Regions from separate parts of the Cricetulus griseus genome. Here region 2 is linked to region 1. A link is a contact called in public Hi-C data. All regions are on one chromosome and are shown on one strand. Each heading gives the region's core, a stretch centred on a gene start, on an enhancer-like site or on the middle of the called end of the contact. The rest is flanking DNA. Distances are from core to core; before and after follow the strand shown. Region 1 has its middle 100 kb from the start of Ets1. Region 2 holds the start of Ets1 (protein C-ets-1).

The links. A called contact is a pair of places that touch in the nucleus more often than the background predicts.
Region 2: a Hi-C map of fibroblasts shows a contact between it and region 1, with 4 times the contacts expected there. The contact joins the promoter of Ets1 here to the enhancer-like site in region 1. A contact is called at or near these places in 3 of 8 Hi-C or Micro-C datasets (the CHO-K1 cell line and fibroblasts).

The regions. Positions count from the first base shown.
Region 1 is chr4:145,007,468-145,014,028 of CriGri-PICRH-1.0, forward strand. No RefSeq gene overlaps it. Among named protein-coding and RNA genes, the nearest start is that of Ets1, 100 kb to the right of the region's middle. Within about 2 kb of position 3,669, at least 1 of the 6 cell types and tissues checked has open chromatin away from gene starts, as enhancers often do. A contact at or near this core is called in fibroblasts, where this site is marked.
Region 2 is chr4:145,109,416-145,115,976 of CriGri-PICRH-1.0, forward strand. Ets1 (protein C-ets-1) reads left to right here and starts at 3,521. Exons shown (of 7, transcript XM_027411772.2): 1 at 3,521-3,898. The coding sequence starts at 3,817.

The DNA of each region.
Region 1 (6,561 bases), core at 2,419-4,918:
ACAGTTGATGAGAATGCAGAATAGTACAGCTACCATGGCAACCTAAAGCTACCAGGTGACCCAGGGAATCTTCTCCCAGGTCTTTCCCCAGAAGAATGGACAACAGCATGTTGAAGAGATGTTCGCAGTCTCCTGGTTTTTGTAGCTTCATCAACAGTGGCTCAGATGTGAAAATATCCTAAATATCTTTGGACAGCTAAATGGAGAAATCAAATGTGGTAGATACTTACAATGAAACATTGCTTACCCTTAGCAGTGAATGAAGTCCTACTGCATGAGACAGCACAGATGAACCGAGGACCTGCCCTTTATGGGTATGGTTTACCAAGAATGAGAATCTGAGTTCCTATTAATTGAGTATTTATGCTGGGCCAGCCATAGTTTCTTCTTTGCCCTCCCAGCAGAGGTGTATCTGTCAGAGAGCAGGGGCCCCAGTGTGCAGTCTTGTTGGGTCTCCAGGCCATGAAACCTGGGCTCAAACCTAGCTTTGCCAGTTATCAGATGGGTACTTCTGATACTCACATGGGCCTGGTTTCTTGTTGATACAAAATGGATAATAATACAACATAAACCACAGGGTCTGTAAGGATTAAACCATTTGGTGCATCTGAGAACAAGGCTGCAAGGAAGTAAGAAAAAAAGAAAGAAAAGGGACACCCTTCCCCCAAGACATATCTCCATGTGCTCGAAAGCCAGGTCTGGGGGGTCTTTATCTGCAGTAACTGAGTGTGTTGTTATAGTTCCCTAAACACTACTGTGAAACAGCTACCTACACAGTGGTTACGTTGTTTAAGTCATTTGGAGCATCTATGGAATTTATTATGGGGGGGTTGGTCCTAGAACAAATTTCACAATGACTGCAAAGGATGGCCATATCTTGTATTTTGTATTATGTGAAGGAAGAAACTGAGTTAAAGAGGTTAAGTAACTCACCTGTGCTGGATTTGAGTTCAAGGCTGCTTTTATGCCCGAATCCAGCCCTTTTCAGCTGTGTGGTAGGGACATTCATATCAGCCTGGTGTGTCTGGATTGAATTAGTAATGCAGCCATAGGGAGTGGACCCTGTCTAGATGGGGACTTGTCTTGGCTGATCAGGCCTGGAAGTCTCCAGGCACCATATCCTATTGTCCTGCACCCCTCCTTATTGGCCTTAAGGGGGCACCATTGAGCCGTGTTCTTCAAGTTCCAGGCCAAAGGGCTCCACAGCACCGTTTGAAATTTCACAGGATGAAAAGACAAACTAAAAAGGCTGAAACCCTAACTGCTAAGACTTTTATCTTTATGACAAAACAGATCTTAAAAACAAACTCGCTCTACTTCAGGAACCGGAGGACTTCTCAGAAGTCAAGGTTATTGGAACCTGTGTTTTTTCTTTGCTTTGCTCAACATACTTTATAGAGAAAGTTACAAAACTGTCTTAAAACAAAACAAAAAAGCAGCAGAGAGACACACAGCAGCTCTGAAGGCAGCATCAAGTGCAGGCTGCAGCCTTAATCTTGTCAGGGAAGGTGTCTTCGAGCTTGTCTTTCAACGACAGGATGAAACAAATGTTTAACTCTGGTTAATACTAAAAGAAATGGAGAGAGCATAGGAGCCCTGGAAAATGGTTCAGACTGATTTTTCCTTTGCCTATTTGCCAAAGCTGAGGTTCTAAATTGAGTGTCTCCCCTATTGGCTTTCAACATGAAAAGCCAACTGTCTCACAAGGTCAGCCTGTACCCACCTGGGGCATTGCCACATCCACTTTGGGGTCTCTAGCTGATTCCGTACTGGCCTCCTCCTCAATTAAGTCTCCTGGGTTGGGCTTAAAATTTTCTCGAAGAATCCACAGAGCATCATAATTGCCTTTTTTCTGTGTACAATGGTGAGTAGTGTCCTTGCTGTCACTGTCCTGTTTCAGGAGAATAGGAGGCAGACCATACTCTACAGAGAACACTTCTAGGTACCAGGGTACAGTTGAGTGATGGGAGAGTGCTTGCCTAGCATACAAGAGGCCTTGAGTTCTAGCTTCAGTATAAAAGATGGAAAGAAAGAACAAAAGGAAGGAAGGAAAGAAAACAGGAAAAGAGAGAGTGTGTCTAATCCCACTACTTCTGAGAACCACCTGACCATTACTGGATTAAAGAAACTCCATTTAGCTTCCCCACCAGCCTTGTGAGCATGGAGCATACTGCATCTACTAGAGGGGCTGTGTTGAGGCCACTACCCTTATAACTCAAGTACAGGGTTCGTTAACTTGCCAGAGTGTTAACTTTCTGAGCAGTGGCCAGGGCTGAAGGTCACAGACATGCAGCCTCATGAGTCCTCCATCTCTCTTTTTTTTTGCATGGCAGAGACTCTGCTCTATGTTCAACCCCATACCTTCTCCTGCTCTCCCAAGTTCACCCTTGTCAAAAAGGTCTTCACTCCTGGCAAAATGACCAGGTCCTGTCCAGCATAACAAGAGGAGCACCAGAAGGCCCTTTGAATCTTCATGAGGGTACCCCATCCTGGTTTCCTAGCTTCAGAGTTACCATTTACCTTCAGCAGTGCTGCTCTAAGTTCCTAATCATGGAGATACCGCCAGTGTGGCCTCTAATGTCTCACCCCCCCTTTTTTTTGAGACAGGGTTTCCAGCCTGTCCTGGAACTCCCTTGGTAGACCAGGCTGGCCTCGAACTCACAGAGATCTGCCTCCTGAGTGCTGGGATTAAAGGCATGCACCATCAATGCCCGGGCATTTTTTTTTTTTTTTGTCTTTAATGTCTTAATGAGATTCAGTTGATAGGCCCTTACTTAGAGAGAGAAAGAGGAAAGGGGGGAGGTCAAAGGAAGAGACTGGGACTAGGTGGCTGCCTCTCAGTTTGACTTCAGGCAGGCTCTGGTCCTGAGCAAAATGTGCTCTGAGGCTACCCACAGTGAAATGGATGGAAAGAAGTGTGTTGTGAAACAGTAGCTACTGACAACAAAGGCCCTCTCTGGTCTACCTGCATAAGCTTTGTATCGGCTACACACACTATAAACACGTTGATGACCTCAGTGCAGCCAGAGGCCTTGAGGCCTTCTGCCATGAAGGTGATGGGCAAGCCAGACTTCATTATACAAGGCATGACTTCTTCTGTTTACAGGGGACCACTTGGGAAATGGTCTTTGAAAGGATTTAAAGAATAATATCAATACAATAAAAACATTAGCCACTTAACTCTTCTTTTTCTGATGCCACACTCCTGTGCATTTTTGAAATCAACAGATACAGTCAACAGTCTGTAGGCTTTTTGTCTGGGGTTTTCCTCTTTCATCCTTCTGAGATGCGTTTCTGCCTTACATTTAACAAGAAACTTCACACCTCCCTTGGAGCTTGTCATACCCATGAATACTGAGCTAAGCCCCACCTGAGGTTTCAGGGAGCTCTAGAAGGTGTCTGAAGTCCCCGGGAATCTTATGCAGCCCTGTGGGAGTCATCTGATGACTTCACAGTCTTTCCAGTCAGGATAGAGGGGGCTGGCTAGCTCCCGTGGTGCCTGTTCTTTACAGGACAACATGCAAGCCAAGTGAGCAAACTGCCAGAGTGGGGAAGAGCTCAGCACTAATTTCGCTGGTGTGCCCATGAGGCCTAGTTGAGCTCACAGAGTTCTTCCATGTTCTAGCTGTCATGGAGAAGGTGGAGCCACAGGAGGCTCTAGCTGTAACCCTAACAGTGAGCCACAGTGGGGCACAGTGGTGTGTGGGTGGGCCTAGTAGGCCACACTGCCTCCTTTCTGCATATAGCATCTGCTGGGCTCCAGGCCTGGCAACCAGCCCACTGGCCTAACGACTCATGCATCTACTTGTGCCTTCCTTTCATTTTATTTAGTAACTGTGCTCAGCCCAGGAAACTCTGGCTTCCAACCCCCTAGTGTTTTGACTCAGAGACTGAGCTGTCTGATTTCTTGGACAAACACAATCTTGAGGAGTTTTTCTCTTTACACAATGGCTAGGATCTGGGAATGTCATGGCTTCCCATTCAGAACTTGCCCCCCTCCTATTCCTCCACCCCTTCCTTCAGACGTCAAACTACTTAAAATAAATATTCCCTTTGGTTTTGGGGGCCTTTCCTTTGGATTAGTCACCTTTGCCTCTGGGTTAGAGGGCAGCTGTGAGCCAAGATCAGCCCCATAGCCTTCTGGAAGGAACAGGAAGAGAGGCTGCCTCTGAACCTAGTTTAGATTTGGGTGGTGGTGGGGAGACTGATATTTGTTAAGGCTTTGGGGATTCTACCCCATTGACAGGAGGTGCCTTCGACCTGTAGGCTTCTGTACTTGGGTGTCCACAGATTTTCTCTTTTCTCCAGCTCCCATTCCACCCTGTGTCCCCCTACAGCTCCTCAGGCCCCTTCCTCCTGGCCATGTGTGTCTTCCCTCCACCTGCTGGCAACTTCTCAAGTCCAGTCCCACTGCTCAGCAAGGCAAACTGGGTCCTCCATGATACAGCTGAACCTGCCTCACCAGCCTTACTTCCCATCACTTTCCTTTTATGCTCTTCTCAGTGCCTGCCCAATATGAGGGTTTGCCTCAGTCTAGCAGGCCTCCTGCCCACTGTATACCATAAACCCATCCCACATTTTACACAAGACCCTCCTACATAGCCTCTCCTTCATGAAGCCTTTAAATAGCATGTGCATGTACTGTGTTATGCCATGCCCTGGTTAATGACTTTTCCATCTATCCAAAGAGCAGGCAGCTCAGTGTCGTCATTTTCCACCTGAGGACATCACTAACCCCCCTGACTTCCTTTTCTCCTTCTCTTTCTTCTTTATCCTCTTTTCCCTCCCTTTTTGTAGCTAATATGATCTTTAAAATCTGTTCCACGTCTGGCACGCTAGAAAAAGAAAATGGTTTGCATATTAATTTTTGCATGATCAGATAGCTGCTAGTTATGTCTCTTATCTCATTTAAATATTTTATGTAAAGCCCTGTGACTTAAATGTCATTTCTCATTTTCACATGAGAAAAGCTGAGATTGACACTGAGTTGAAATAAATGTCATGGGTCACAGGGTTAGCAACATTGTCGTGCATTGGTCTCTCCAACACCCCAAACCCAGGCATTGTTGGATTGTCGTATAGCAAGAACCTGGGACCCAGTGTAGGAGCAGGGTTGAGAGGCCTGGGACAGAGGCTGGCTTTTCTGTTCTTATATTTGTGAGATGTAAGGGGACACAGCAACATGTGGTCCTTGGGGACAACCATAAAGGACAACAGCTCCGTAACAAAACACCTGCCTTCATTCGGTAATTCACAACTTTCTCTACTTTGATTGCCTATTCCATCCTCAAATATATTGTGCTTTCCTTGTTACAGAAAGCCAGCCATGGGAGAGTGGAAAGGTCCTGCAAGCAGTGTTAGAAGAGAGAATAAGGAGGGAGGGGGTGAGCATATGAGCATAGTATATTGTGGGATGGAGGAAGAAAGGGCCAGGCAAAGTGGGTATTTAGTGAGTGCCCGCGCTGGGGTCCCCGTGACACATGACAACTCTGTGGTACTCTCAACAGCCTGTTGTGGGTGCTCTGCCCTCTGCTGCTCTGGACTTCATTCTCTTCCTTTCATCCAGAAATAGAGCCCCTGGGCTCATTGCCAGTGTGCGGTTATTAAAATATCTCCAGCGAAGGGACACGAAGTGGCATAGAATTGTGAACTTGGGCCCTTTCTTAAAAAGTGGTGGTCAGGAAGGTATAAATATAAGTTGAGTATTCTTTATTCAACCAACATTTTTGGTACTAGAAGAATTTTAGAATTTTGATGGGGGTGGCATCTTAAAATATTTTCATAAATTCATTTGTTTTATATGTACATTGTACACACAGCCTGAAGTTATTTTAGGCACTGTCTTAAGAGATTTTTTATGACTGAAACAAGATACTATGATGTGGGATTTTCTTCTTGTGGAATCATGTTAGTGTTTAAAAAAATGGATGCTCGAGCAATTTGGATTTTGGAGTTGTGGATTGGGATGCTCAACCTGTAATATATTCCTGCACTGACTCAATGATTTGCTGGATGTCTGGGGTAAGATGGAGAAAGAGCTCCAGACCAACAGATGGTCAAGTGGTGAAAGCTGCTTCTGCTTAGGGATGCTGCTGTAGGGTAAAGTGTTGGCGGGAAACCTGACAGGTGTGAGCCACAAACTTGGAGCATCCTGACACAAAGCCATATCCAAGCTCACCCCTCTTTATCTGTGCATGCTGCAGTCACTTACTCCCAGTGTTGTATTAGGACATGTTGATTTAACAGATAGGTTCTATTTATGGATACATGTGGACCAGGATCTTGAAGCTGGGTGGTGTCCAGAAAACCCAGTGCGCATTGCTGCCCTAGTATACTGTAATGAGCTCACCCACTCACGGGGCTTTCTTTAAAACTCAGTGGGGAACAGGCAACAAGAAAGTTCCTGCACAGCAGCAGCAAGTCTGCTCCTTTCTGCCAATACCCGACTGTTTTCCATTTGAACTGAAGAAGAACCACTGGAAGTGAGCCTCCTAAGTGTTTAGGAAATGCTGGACCTACCTTGAGTTGGACTCCATTAATCAATCACCTACTCTCCATAAG
Region 2 (6,561 bases), core at 2,271-4,770, 100 kb after region 1:
AACTTACCCTAAGGCCTTTTGGAATTACAGTTTAATTAATAGTTATTTTAATTTCTTCCTTTTCTCCAACTTCCCATTTTATTGGTGCTTAATGGTAGATATCGAAGCCTGAGGCTTTTTTTTCCCCCTCTGTGTTTTGCACCCAATAGACAGAAACTGCTTGGTACAGAGTTAAGTTTCTGATGTGTTTTTCAGGGTATGACAGAGCCTGTTGGCTTTTCTCAGACTGAAAGGAGACCACAAGTGCAGCTTAGACAGGTTGCTAACTGAGAACTTTGAGAGCTTGTTTAAAAAAAAAAAGAAAAAAAGAACAACAACTTACATTTATACCAGTAAGTCAGCATCTGTGAGTCATGAACTCGTTAGTATCAGTCGTTAGTGGTCTGGATGTTTTTCTGCTCCCTTCAGTGGGACCTGCTTTTAAAGGTTCAGAATGCAGAGAATTCTAGCATACTTCTGCAGAGGAAGGTTCTAGCTCCCACAGTTCTTTGAAATTAAGTGCATTTTTACATACTTACTGAATGTGGAGCAGGATTGAGGGAAGAACAAAGGGAAATTATTATTTCTTGTTATATGCTCCTTGTGGTGAGGAACTTCCTGTATACAGGTGACTCCTGTCTTGATGCCATTCATGTTGGCCTAGATATCCCTTTCCTCCAGAGTCCCAACCCTTGACCAGATGTAATTAGCTAGAGTCTAAGGATTTTTAAAGATACAAATTTGTTTTCTCCTCAGTAGGAAGCCAACTCAAAAGAAACATTACTCACTGCTCCCCTGCCCATTCCCCCCCCCCCCCAAGTGCCTTAATGACCATCAGTCTTGCAATAGTATCATCAGGTATAAGAAGGCTGAACTTGTGTTTGGCTGATAGGTAAGCTGAAACACATGTGAACCAAAGTGGGCAAAGTTGGGGATAGAATCCTGTTTTGCCATAAGGAGCAAAGGGAAGCTCTCAGGGTCGAGTTACTGACACCATCTAGGTCATTTTCACAAGCAGTGTTAATGCAGAAGCCCAGAGTGACCAGAAAGCTGATAATTTTTCACTCAACAAATATTTTTTAACTTTAATTTTATTTTTAAAACCTTCTTGTTTTACATACCAATCCCAGCTCTCTCTCTCCCTCTTGTCTTCCACTTTCCCCACCTTCTCCCCAACCCATCCCCCATTCACTCCTCAGAGAGGGTGAGGCCTCCCATGGGGAATCATCAAAGTCTGTCACTTCACTGGGGGCAGGATCAAGGCCCTCCTCCCTGTATCCAGGCTGAGCAAGGTATCCCTCAGTAGGGAATGGGTTCCAGAAAGCCAGTTCATGCACTAGGAATAAATCCTGAGCCAACTGCCAGTGTCCCATAAAGTGCTTGGGGCAAAGCATATGTTTCCTGATAAGTAAAATGTAGTAATGTTTTTTAAACTCCTTAAGAATGTTTGAGAAAAAATCTACTTGTGTTAGAAGGAGAATAAAAATTCCATTTGTCAAACATTAATTGAATTTCTGTCCTGTTTGGATTATTGATGTCCCAAACATGTAAAAATATCTTAACTGGTTCTCTCTCAGTGCTTCTCATCCTACAGGAAGTTTCAACCAGATCCAGGGCTCTTCGCAGGACTTGTGATGTTGGAGACATTTGCCATCAGTATCATACCAACCCCACTTTCTGATCTGGACATTAGAACATTTTGAGCTTCCACACTTCTGGACAGGGTTAGGAACAGGGAGATCAACAGGTTGACGGGCACTGTGGAAGGATTACAAGGAACATATTCCATTGTTTCCAGGGTAGAAACATGGGCTTCTCTAAGTGTCTCACATGCACAAGTGTTAAGCAATAGTGTAACTAGACACTAGTTTAGTGGAGGAAGAGACCTGGGGGAGGGGGGGGGAGCAAGGAGGGATCCTGAGAAAGCTACTTTTGCAAATAGAGTAAAACTCTCCAGCATTTTCATAAGACTGAAGCAACAAAATGAAATTCACCAAAGAAACTTGTTAGCTTGTTCAGTTTCCTTGCTGCAATTTGGGCGTGTGAATGTACAATCCACTATAATCCATTCATCAGTGGGTTCCCTAAGCTTTTCCCAGGATCCAAAGTGTCTGTTCTCGTCATCTGGAGGCCAGCATTGCTTTCTCATACCTTGCAGAAACACAGCTGGACTGTAACAGTCTTTGTTCTTTCAAAAAAGAAAATGAGGATTATCATATATGCATATTTTTTTCCTCTGGTGACCAAAGAAGGGTGGAGCCTGGAAGTTGGACCAGGATCCAGAGATTGACACTCTATTGCTCTTTCTCTCCCCTCCCCCCACCATTTGCTTTGGGAATCCTGTACACTGCTAAAGCCCAAGGGGTGGGGGTGGGTGTTTAGATGAAAGTTAGCAGGTGTGATGAAGTTTACTAGAGCAGAAGTTACAGTTGCAGGCAAGTGGTGGGAGTTCATCACATGCTTAGAAATCAGGAAACAGTACTAAGAATAGCTTTCCCTGAGGTTGCTCAGGAAGATTTATGTTGTCTTTTAATCAAAATGCCTTGCTCCACATGCACTACCATGGCCTGGATGATTTGTTAATGAGTACCAACTACCTTGATGTATGATAGCTAATTATCAGTGGCAAATTATGGGTTAGCCTGGCTCGCCTTTTTATCTGGAGTGTTGGCAGTTCCCAGCTATGACAAGGATGTGCACTGTGGTTCTGTGGGCTGGGGATGAACCTTAGAGACTCACACCAGTGTGCTGGGGGATGTGGTGATAGAGAAAAGGATGTTGGAAGTTTTCTGATAGAGCAGAGTGTGAAAGACAAAGCGTCAGCCAAGGTGACACAGTTAGAGAAACAGAATAATTAGGAACACTGTTATGGGTTCTAGACTCCCCGGTTTGATAGAGGGGCTTCGGAGCTTGGGTTTTGGGAGGTCTCTGACAGGCTTGGTTCTGTGCTAGTGACGTTGATTATGGGTTCCTGCTCACCAATGCTGCCCTTGTCACTTAAACCATTTCAAGGGTGGGATTCTGAGTCATATCTCAGCTGAAGCCGTCCCAGAACACCCGCAGTGGAATCCCCCGCACGCGCCCCCTCGGTGCGCACCCAAGCAAGCCTCACGTCCTGTGTGTCAAGCTTTGTGAATGAATATGATGTACACGCACTTGGAAAACTATGCTGCTACCGGAGCGGGCCGCAGCGGTGACCAAGCCCTCAAGAATGCGTGCACAATCAGACGGACTTTCCCGAGACCGTGGCAGCAGCCCCTGCACGCCAGCGACCCGCGCCAGCCTTCCTCGCCAGCGGTGGCCTGAGGCCCTAGCCCTGCGGGCAGAATAGCTGGGGCTGAGCTGGGAGGCCCGGCGCACCCGCCCTTCCTTTCGCTTTTGGGAGGTGGGAGATGATTGGCTGTGGGCGCTAGGCCCCGCCCCCGCCCCGCCCCCGCCGCCCCGTGGAGTGGGCAGGGCAGGCGCTGGGACCCCGGGCCTGGGCTCCGCGAGGAACGCCCTAAAGCGGAGGCGAGCTGCACAGCGCCAGCGCCGGCCAGGAGAGCGAGCGCCCGGGACCGAGGAGCGAGCGGGCGAGCGGGCGGGCGGGCGAGCGGGCGAGCGGGCGAGGCTGGGACCCGAGCGCGCGCTCTGCTCCGCCAAGTGCCAACTTCGCACGGACGGCTGAGTGCGCACCTTCCCGCGGGGCAAGCAGTCAGCGGGAATTTGAGATTTTAGGGAAGAAAGTGGGCTTTGCCCTGTCTCCTTCCCCCGGGTTTCAAAATCCCCATTAAAAAGAAAAACAGCAGTTACAACAAACTTGCTCTCATCCCGCCGGCCCCCTCAACTCCCGGCACCATGAAGGCGGCCGTCGATCTCAAGCCGACTCTCACCATCATCAAGACAGAAAAAGTGGATCTGGAGCTTTTTCCCTCCCCGGGTGAGTGGCGACAGCGAGACCCCCACCCCAGCTTTGGGTCCCCTTCACTTCCCCTCTGGGTTGCGCTGCTCCCTCAGGAGCCAAGGATACAGAGGCCAGGAGGACTGTTGGTGGCCCAAGACCCTTGTGTGTGGGGTTCTTTTTTCTTTTTTAAGTGGGGGGGGTGTATTTATTTTCACAGCTGCTTTTTTTGTGACTAATGGGAAAAAGCTTATAGAATTTCCAGCGCCCTAATTTTCCCACATAAGCTAAACCTTTTGGTAGTATTCCTTCACATTAGCCTGACACTGCCTCTCAGGTCACCCCCTAACTCCTTGTCTCCCCAGAATTGGAGCTTGATGGGAGGTCCCTGCGAGTGCTGGGCTAACTGCTGGGGCCCTTGAGGACATTTCCAATGCTCTTGCATCCTGAGCGCCCCTGTCACACGTCCTTTAGAGTCTCACTCCTCTTTTGTAGGTTGAGGAGGTAGTGGGAGGAGAAATGAAATTAAACTGCTTAACTTTGAGAAAGCCTGGTTCCCGCCTGTTCTGTAGGTTACAAACTTTACTGGCTTCCTATTCTGCCATGTTTTGTCCTCTGGTACCAAAGGTCCTAGAAGAAGGAAAGCATCCTAACACCAGATGTGACTTAGTGTCCTTGGTTCATGGTTTCATTTAGCAGGCTTAAAGGGTTTAAAGAAGAGAGGGACAGTAAAGACACTGAATTTTGTCTTAGAAGGAATTTTAGTGCTCAACAGATGGAATCAACTCTTGAGGATTCCTGAAGCTAGCACAGTGTGAGAGGGATAGGGAGTCTGCAGCTGGCCCCAGAGAAGAGTGACTTTGGAGGTGAAAGGCTATAAAAGGATACAGGGGGAAGGTGATGCATTTTGGGAACTAATCAGATGTCACAATACACACCTCTATTGTGTCTATCAGTTGTCCCCAACCTTTTTTTCTCTGCCATAAAGAACTGCATATTTTAACCCTTTCTTTAAACTTTCAGCACATGCCAAGATGAGGTTTTGACATTCAGGCATGCTTCAAAATGTTAATAAGGACATTTGGGTCCTCCCCACCCAGACTCTCCTGACAGTCAACGGGGATTGCTCTGTACAAAAGCTGGACTTGTGTCTTGTCCCAGTGTGATGACAGAGCCACACCAAGGCCTCTGCTCGAGCCCTGGAGACCTTTTAGGCACTCAGCTGCAGGTAGAAATGATGCCGTGAAGGTTGTTTTTGAATATTCAGGGAGCCAGAGTTCTCTGTGTCACAGTTGATTGAAACCATATATAGCAGAAGTGAAAGGATAGTTGCCAGCAAAGATATAAACTCAACTAATAGGCCCTTTCCTTAAGAATGGCTTGTTTATATGTGCTACGTGTGTTTATGGGGAAGAGACGGATTTGGGCATCTGGGAACCCTCGTGCATATTTATGTCAGTTCACATGCCTACAGTGGGACTTTGATGCTGGCAGTGAATGAGAGTCCCTTGCAGCATGTGTTTTACATCATAGCAAACAGCTGAAGCATGGTTTTTGGTAATTTAATATTAAATATTTGAGATTTTAAAGCATTCGATGCTATTACTTTAGTTATTGATAAAAATAAACTGTGGGCAAGTAACTTTATTGAGCTGTCCCATTAGTAAAATAGAGCTGGGCAGCCTAACATAGCAGTCGGTGTTTGCTATACAGAGTACCTTTACATTGGCTTTCGTGATCAGAAGAGTGCTCAAGAGATTCAAGTTAGAAGTGAACCTGGTGCATGTAAGACCAATTTGAGCAATATAGTGAGATCTGTTCCCAAAATACAAAAAACTCCCAAGCCGGGCTTTCTAAATGCAACAAAGCAACAATGCAACAAAGCAACACAATTTCATTTGGTCCAAGAAGTCAGGTGTTTTCTGTCATTTACTATGATGAGACTTTTCTTTGTTTTCTGATACTTTCTTAGAGAAAATGAAGAACAATGATTTGTTGGTCATTAAAACCATTTTTTAACATTTTTCTGGATTTTAGTTGCATTTATATAAATATTATGCTCATACTTCAGATGGGGGATCTAGAAGCACAGAAAAGTAAAGACACTAGGCAAAATTATCCACAGAGCCAGTGGCTGAAGAGAGATGAATTTCTGTTTCTAACTTGTCAGTGTATAAAACTGAGAAATACTGCAAGTTACCTTTGGAAACTCAGCAGAGAAATGTCAATGGAGACTTCAGTTTTCAAGTACAAAGATGCAAGAAACCCTGGCAAGGACTGGCAGCTTTCACTAAAAGAAGGCTAAGAGGCTAGGTGCAGCTTTACCTGGACCATCAAATTATATAGGACATCCGTGTCTCAGCTGCATGGCTTTGCATCTAGAACAGTGACCTTAGTGTTTATCATGACCTTTATCATGATCTTCTTGTTGTTGTTGTATTGCTTAGTTTCTTGTGTGTAGAGACAACTAGTAGGGGGTGTGATTAAACCAGAACTTCCTTTCTGCCCTCTCCATAGATTCCTAGATTCAAAGAGATGCAGTGGGAAGTCTGAGGGTCCAAATTCTTTGAGACAGAAGAACTAGAATATTTGTCAGTCTCTCTGTGGTTAGGACTTGACTGAGAACCTCTGTTCACGTTGGTTTTATATTGAGGTTTGACAGGATTTTGACTGCATCAAGTATCAAATTAATATATACTTTA